Linked DNA regions of Hordeum vulgare: region 1 is linked to region 2. Evidence: chromatin contacts called from public Hi-C data. All regions are on one chromosome and are shown on one strand. The core of a region is the stretch at or near the end of the contact, and the rest is flanking DNA. Distances in the headings are between cores, read along the strand shown. Region 1 has its middle 7.5 kb from the start of LOC123415338. Region 2 holds the start of LOC123446135 (60S acidic ribosomal protein P2B-like).

What was found. Hi-C and Micro-C count contacts between places; a contact is called where the count stands out from the background.
Region 1: a contact with region 2 is called in a Hi-C map of seedling, with 5 times the contacts expected there. The contact joins the enhancer-like site here to the promoter of LOC123446135 in region 2. A contact is called at or near these places in 4 of 6 Hi-C or Micro-C datasets (leaf and seedling) and 1 of 1 datasets of contacts at active chromatin or transcription factors (embryo).

What each region holds. Positions count from the first base shown.
Region 1 is chr1H:468,732,740-468,736,670 of MorexV3_pseudomolecules_assembly, forward strand. No RefSeq gene overlaps it. Among protein-coding and RNA genes, the nearest start is that of LOC123415338, 7.5 kb to the left of the region's middle. Within about 2 kb of position 1,847, at least 3 of the 3 cell types and tissues checked have open chromatin away from gene starts, as enhancers often do. A contact at or near this core is called in leaf and seedling, where this site is marked.
Region 2 is chr1H:468,618,637-468,622,709 of MorexV3_pseudomolecules_assembly, forward strand. It overlaps LOC123446135 (60S acidic ribosomal protein P2B-like), which reads right to left and starts at 2,485. Exons shown (of 4, transcript XM_045122835.1): 1 at 2,390-2,485; 2 at 1,709-1,815; 3 at 1,137-1,363; 4 at 659-878. The coding sequence starts at 1,796. The coding sequence ends at 852.

The DNA of each region.
Region 1 (3,931 bases), core at 597-3,096, 110 kb after region 2:
CACCGTTCGTGTTCGTGCTCTCATACATGGAGAGGTCGTGCATACTGATGCAACAATCGCCTATAGGAACCAAAATTTTCTATCGGGGATCAAACTCACTGACCGTGCCCATAGAAACAACTACACATACCTTTCACTCCCTTAAATTTGACATGTTGTAGCAAGTAATTGCCATGCATTGGATCTGCATCCACCTTACCTCAAGGCGTCTGGTTTTTAAGCCTAAAAATCTAAAATCGAATATGTAACGGGATTCATCTTCATTCATGTTCTTGAAAGGAGGCAACAACTTTGCCTCATTAATTATTTAAAGAGAGAACATAGCTTTAGCGTGTGTTACAACATCTCACGAAAACGAAAAAAATCTACTCTCGTGGCAATGATTGTTCCCAAGTTCTTAGCACCCACGACAACCCAAGTAATCGTTTTAGTTTTGTGAGAAGAACCATTGATGGGGTGCTTTTTTGTGTCAAAAGATACCCGCATTTCTTTGATCTCAAATGTTGAAAGGTGAGCATATATAGTGAGGAAAGCCATGTCTTTTCTATTCGGGATGCCTATGTGGGTCAACCTACCCTTCTTCATTTCCTCGTATAGATTAGATTAGTTTGACCACCAACCAAATTTCGGTTAAAACCTAACCATCCACTTATGTTTTTATGTGCATAGCGGTGTTCCTAACATATAAAGTTCAGAGTAGTGACTCGAATCTCATTTTCTCAGCGAAAGTCGACTCCTTTTATGTGAAAGATGCAACAATTTGACTTATTTTATTAAGGAAGACTGGAGTGACAAAAATAAAAAAGTCTAACAAGTAAAGAGGTCTGGCCTGGTGTCGCTCCATGGCCACCATACCTTGCTCAACGACCACTTTGGTTTCTGGTGGGCATCCTCCTGCTTCAACACTTGAAGACCCTTTCGATGTGGCCTTTCCTCGGTCATCATCCTGACGGCATTGAAGATTTAAAAACATCGCAACAACTATAACTTTGATGCTGCTCGACCTTCATCGTTCATTAGGTGTAAGCTATCTAGAAAAAAAATGCGCAATGCTAGGCTAGGCCATATCATCCCTGAGAGATAGACCCTTGGTTATAGTGTTAAACAACCCTCTTTTGTCTACTCGGAGCATTACCCTCACGTCTCTACGGGTCGTGTGATGTAATCTACTCCCTCCGTTCTTAAATATAAGTCTTTTAAGATATTTCATTCACTAGGAGTCTACATACGAAGCAAAATAAGTGAATATATACTCTAAAGTATGTCTATATACATTCGTATGTAGTTTATTAATGAAATCTCTAAAAAAACTTATATTTAGGAACGGAGGGAGTAAATCCGTTCTCGTTATTCCATTCTTCTATCTACGAAAATAAACGCATGTTTTACGTATTGTGAAGGAAGAATCTATGTTAACTGAGACCATCTGACGCGGTGCGTATTGGATTCGTTTGCCACATATTCCCCGTGGAAGCCGGCACCGTCAATTCCGACCCGTGAGCGTGAGCGTGAGCATGACACAAGTCACACGCATAGCAGAGGATCTGGGCAGAAAAAGGAAAGGCCCGTGTCCGCGTCGGGCGCAAGAGGCATCACATTTCCCTCTCCCAGGAGAGAATAAGTGGACAAAAGAGACGATCGCTCACAGCGTACAGGACGGAAGGGACGAAAACCAAATTAAATGCGTCCCCCCACTCGATCGTGATGGAGATCTAGGTAGCAATCCGCTTGCCGGCGGGCGCGATCACTCGATCCACCCGCGACACGATCCACATCGTCCCGCTATCGGACGTTGCTGTCCTGACACGACCGCGCCGATCGACCGATCCACCCCCCAGGAATCGCCCGCGTGGTGCGCTGGCCACTCCATCCATATCCGCTGGCTGCTGGACGGGTCCAGTGTCTCCACCCGTATTCCTTGGTGCAGCTCGCTGTTCATGAACGACGTCCAGTGCAGGGCCTGCGTCGCGAACCGTGCGATATACTACTATGCATGTGGTTTTCTAAAACCGCCGGAACTGGTCAAGGCGCAGCAACTTTGTGCCCTACAAAGATGGTCTCCCGCGACGACGATCGACGACGACGACGGCGGCCATGGGCGCACGCGCGCGGTCGGCCGAGCCCCGAACGTGCCGTGCGCGTGGCCCCCGGCCGTGGACACGAACCACTGTAGTTCCACAGGGAAGGCATACGGTTTCTCAGGGTCATCTGAACCCCGCCGGACGGCATGTACGACGCCAATTATGAGAACGGACAGAGCTCGTGCGGTACGTGCGCACCGCGGACGCGTAGGGTCGGTGTTGGCTCGAGCCGTTGAAGGTGTGCGTTTAACAGTGTTTGGACGCGTAGGCGTGTCCGATTCCTCATCGCCTGATGTGCCGTACTATGTACTAGGAAGAAGGTGGCGCCTCGCTGTTGTTTCAGCCCGTCGCATGCGCGGCCTGGACCATCCATCTATCTGCCCTGCTGGTGCGAGATGAGATCGGTGGCGCCACGGCGGACGACGGTGAAGCGTGGGCCCCTGGACCATGTGCGATGCGATCCGTGCGGTTGACCGATGAACAGTGGCAACGGTGGGTAATTTCCATCTAGCTCCGGCTTCAAGAATAGAAAAATTTGATAGAAATAATCTATTTGATTGGTTGAAGGGGAAGAAATGAAGGGGTATCCACTTACTGGTGGCAGTGGTGACTAATTTCCCCCAACTCCAGCTTTTAGAGTTTTTTTAGAGCACCCTTTGAGGAGCTTCATAAAAACTTTAAAGTTCTACCCCAGATTCTAGTTTTTTTCAGAGCAGCATATCGTGGAGCTATTCCATTTGGCTTCTCTTTTCTGGAGCACAGATGAATTTTGTGAAGCAGAGCAGTCCTAAACAGGCTCAATGTTCGAAATCTAAAATAATAATAAAGTACGAAAACTTCATATGTTTGAATGCCCATGAACTCAAAAAATGTTCACAAGTCTGGAAATAAATTCAAAAATACAAAATATTCAGAAATTTGAAAAATCTTTAAGAGTTTAGTCGCAAACTAAAACAATGTTCGCGAATTTGAAAAGGTTTCTTGCATTTGAAAAAAAATATATCATGAATTCCAACTTTTTTTTTGAATATTAAAAATTGTTCATGAATTTGACAAAAGATCATGAACTCAAAATATGAAAAAATGTCCACAAACTCAAAAAATGTTCGCAAATTTACAAAGTGTTCATGAATATGAAAAATGTCCACGAGTTTGAAAATCATTTGCGAACTTGAACAAACATGACAAATTCAAAGTATGTTCACGAAGTCAAAAGATATTTGCAAATTTGAATTAGTTTTCATGATGTTTTTGAAAACCTTAGGCTCTGTTTGGAAGCAATGTTTTATTAAACCTCGGTATTTTGATACTACAGTTTTTTTATACTAATAACAACGAAAACTATAGTTTATGAAAGCAACAGTTTTTTTTAAGTAATCTGAAAACAATGACATGTTTGGCAATCAAAGTATACAATGTCGTAATAGGCCACCGCTAAGACAAAGCTTTTGTGGCGTTTCTTAGTTTTTTAAAAAGAGGTCCCGACATATTTCTTTTAATACTGCAAAAATATTGCAGTTTTGCAAATTTTGTTGTTTATAATACTACAATTTTAGCTAGAGCCAAACACCTCAAAGTATTTAAAACCATAGTATTTTGAAAAACTATAGTATTCTTCGAATACTTTAAAAATACTTTGCAACCAAACACAACCTTAACAAGTTTGAAGGATATTCATGAATTCTAAAAAAGTTTACGAAGTTCAAAAATGTTCAAAATATATTTAAGATAAATGGACCATGTATTGTAAATGCTCAATGTATATTCAAAAAAATACACCAAAGTAGATATGTAATGTTTAAAAAACAATGTGGTAATAAATAGTGAAAAGGAAAAATTAAAAATAAAGG
Region 2 (4,073 bases), core at 1,235-3,734:
TCCAAAGATATCAAGATATGGACTTCGAGATTAAGGAAAATAGAAGAGACTTCAGTATGCAAGCAAGGTCAACAAGATTTTAAACGAATGCCAGAAGTGACGGAACTGCCAATACTAAAGAGACAAGGTGCAAAGGATTGTTTTTTATTCCCATTCTTGTTCACTGATTGATTCTCCAATTTATTTAGATCAATATTCATTTCACCGTACATGTCACAAAAATTATTTCCAACTTTCAATCGTCATATTTTCAAAAAATTACACCTACATCTTTCCTCTTGGATCAGAGCAGATCAGCTCACCAAATTCGTCCATCGAATAGGGCAACCCCAGAGCGACGACTGAAAGAGATCTTTCTACAACACTATTTACATGATTTTTAGGGGCCCTATTCCGATATCGATCCCTGATATTTTGGAGCATGATTTGCCCAAACACAATGAAAAAAAAGCATATAATTTTTTCAAAGCAAGCAACTGATGCACAGAACGATCTCTCAGTGCAAGAAATAGTCAGATAGATTCACAACAGCATGAGGAACGAGCATTCAGTCGCAGCAAAAATCCAGATCCGTTAATGATATCATCAAGAAAATCAAAAGATCATGTGCAAATACCATCAATCGGAAACATAAAAAGATAGATGCAAGAAACATAACTCCAGCGAATTATCAATCAACTTCTCAAAGCTGCAGAAGCAGTCACACGCACATACGAAGGTACTAAACATATACATTGTCCCAAGCAAAATAGCACGAACTTTAGGTCTCTAGATTATGCAGACGCTGTTGTACCATGCCACACGCGACAGATACTAGGGTAAACAGAGCGTAGAGGGTGGAGCTGAAGTGCTTAGTCAAATAGACTGAAACCCATGTCCTGCAGAAAGAATAAAAGATCGTAAGCAAGGTGACAGTAATTCACACACAACTGCACATACTGTGACTAGACAGTGAAAGAATTGCATTCGTAAGGGCAATTGCATGCCAAACTCTAAAATAGCTACTTGCAATAACACTTAAACAATGAATTGAGTTTATGTTTGTGAGTTGCTTCATATAAGCAAAATCGAGCTAGAATAACATATGGGCAGCACTAAAGTAACTGGAAACCATTGCAAGCTAGAGAAACACTTACGTCATCAGATTCTTCCTTCTCTTCAACCTTCTCCTCCTTCTTTGACTCAGCAGCAGGTGCTGCGGCACCACCAGCTGCAGCAGCTGGAGCTCCCACAGCAATGGCACCCCCACCTGAAGGCACAGCGGCAAACTTCTCCCTTCCAGCTGCAATCACTTCTGTGATGTCCTTACCCTTGAGTTCAGCAAGAAGGAACTTAAGTTTTTCTTCATCAGCCTCAGCCCCAACTGTACAAGAGAACAGAAGTCATTATTTAGTGAAATGATACACAGATGGTATAAAATATTTTCATAAAAATTCCCCAGGTAATAAGCCTTTTTTGCTCTCACATTCTATCAAAGTACCAGATGTTTTGAGATGTAAACTTAATCACAACTAGCAGTAGGTTATTGTACAATTTAAACTTATAATGAATTAAAATTCAATGGACCCCACTGAAAAAATTATTGGATTTGTGTTCAGCAACAAAAGTAGACCATGCCAAATATACCAAACCATAAGAAAAGCTGGAAGCACTGTCTAAGTAAAAGCATCTGAACAACTACAACTTGCACCCAACAAAGTAGAATTACCTGATTCCAGGATGTTCTTGATGTCACCGGCAGTCGGGGAAGAGTTCCCACCCAGGTAGGCGAGCAGGTAGGCAGCGATCATCTTCATCGTGTAAACTACGAATTACCTGAAAACAGAAAGAGGCTTCGATATAAAATCAACAAATAGCAATTATCCCTAACTAAGAAATTTCAGATAGATAAACATTGGAGGGTTCAAGTATAGGGGATTATGCACATAAAAATTTCAATTATGCATTTATGCGTGAAAGGAAACTAATCAACATGACTCAACGGTGCATCTTAGATCCGAGACTTGGAAGCCCGAGGTTTCTTCACTAGAGATATTCAAATTTCGATCTTATGATACGCAATAATCCACGCACGAATAGATCCAAATGACCGGGCGTGTTTGTAAATGGGGAAATCCGAGGTCTAATGGGGGTATTCCTGAAATCTGATGCGAAAGGGCAAGCTAGAGACCTAGCAGAGCAGGAATTAAGCAAAAAACTATACAGCACATATCTAAGACGACCAATCAAGAACACATATCTCTAAATCCTACAAATAATTCCCCTACCAAAGAGACGTAGATACTCGCAGAACTACACAGGTTTCCACTAGGTGACAAGATCGTTGCAGGAGGGCGCTTGGCTACCGCAAAATTGACTGCGAAGAGGATGAGATTGGGGCAAAGCCTACCTCGGAGCTGCACAGGAGAAGCGTGGGGTCGGCGGCGGCGGAGGGTCGAGCGTTCTAGGGTTCTAGCCAAATGAGCCGAACCATTTCGCTTTTATATACGGCCAAGCGGGCCGAATCAGAGACCACTCGGCCTCTCGGAAGGCTCTGGATGGACCGGGATAGTCCCCCGAGGTCCAAACACAAGCCCACGGGCCACAATATCGCAGTTTACGGCTCAGAACCGCAGCACCCAATCAGTCCATATACTCCTAGACTCCTAGTAGTGATAAACAGTAAAATCAAAATTCTATTCGCTCAAAAACAAAATCAACGAAAGTACAGTTATCTCTGAAAAAAATCTACTCCTGGCGATGAACATTAAAATCAAAAGAAATATAAAAATAAAGAATTTTTTGGTACGAAAGATCCACAAGTTTTGCAAGTGTATCAAAAAATCCATGTCAATATGACATCATTCATAGGGGCAATGGACAAAAATAAGAGTTTTAAAAAGGGTTCAGGATTTTTTGTTTTGGCGCACTGGTTGTGTATTTTTGTCCCAGCTCCTCCTATGCCACATTGCCATGAAACTTTGTACGCCCATAGAAAACTTGCTCATCTTTAATGTATAACTATATATTTTGAATTCTTTCGCTATTTTATTTCATTTTATTGTTCAACCGGGATAAGACGTAATCATGTCCAGCTATGGATTTTCGGTCGCGAATCCTCCAGTAAATCAGTTATTGCGAACAGTATCCGGTATTCCCTATTTGACACTCTTTTCTTTAAGAAACTCCTATGTGAAACTCATTGCGTCGAACTTTAGGTAAATCCACATACCGCATGATTTGCCTTTGGGAACCTTCTAGAAGGACACTGTCTGGTTTCTTTTTTGTTCCTTTACTTTTTTTAAATGTTCATAATTATAAAAATGTATTTCTGTTCTTTAAAAATGTCCAAAAGACAAAAAAAACATTTTCAGATTTTTTTATTTACAAAAATGTTTCATATTTTCATAAAATATTCATATTTTATAAAATGCTCACAAGTTCAAAAATTGGTGTTTTTAAATGTATTATGAAAAATGTCACAGTTTTTCAAAATGAGCATATTTTTAAAAAATGTTCGCATTCAGAACATTAGTATTTCAAACAAATTTTAAAATTTTAAAATGTTAGCAATAGTAATTTAGTTCTCTATATCGCCATATGCAATGGTAGGCAGGGTATGACTCGATTCCGACTAACGACAGTTTGCCCGCCCCATGGGCCAGGCCACCCAAGACGCTTTCTGTGCTGCACCCTCCTATTTACCGCAAAGAACATCAAAGATCAGGTCCTGCGGTACTCGCCCTTCCCTAATATTCTCTCTGTTTTTTAATTTTTTTTTTAATATTTTACTAAACATTATATAAGGATTAAAATAAATGAATTTACAATTTAAAATATGTCTATATACATCAGTATGTAGTTCATAGTAAAATATTTTAAAAGACTTATAATTAGAAACGAAAGGATTATTTTCTAACATTGTATGGATATATTTTTTAAAGTATCATGAACATATTGTAAAATATGTGAACGCATTTTTAAATGACTTGAAAGTTCCTAAAATGTAGAAACATTTCTATAAAATCATGAGAAAACATATATATTCCATGAAGATTTTTGTAATACAGGGTCACCATTTTTAAAAACTAACA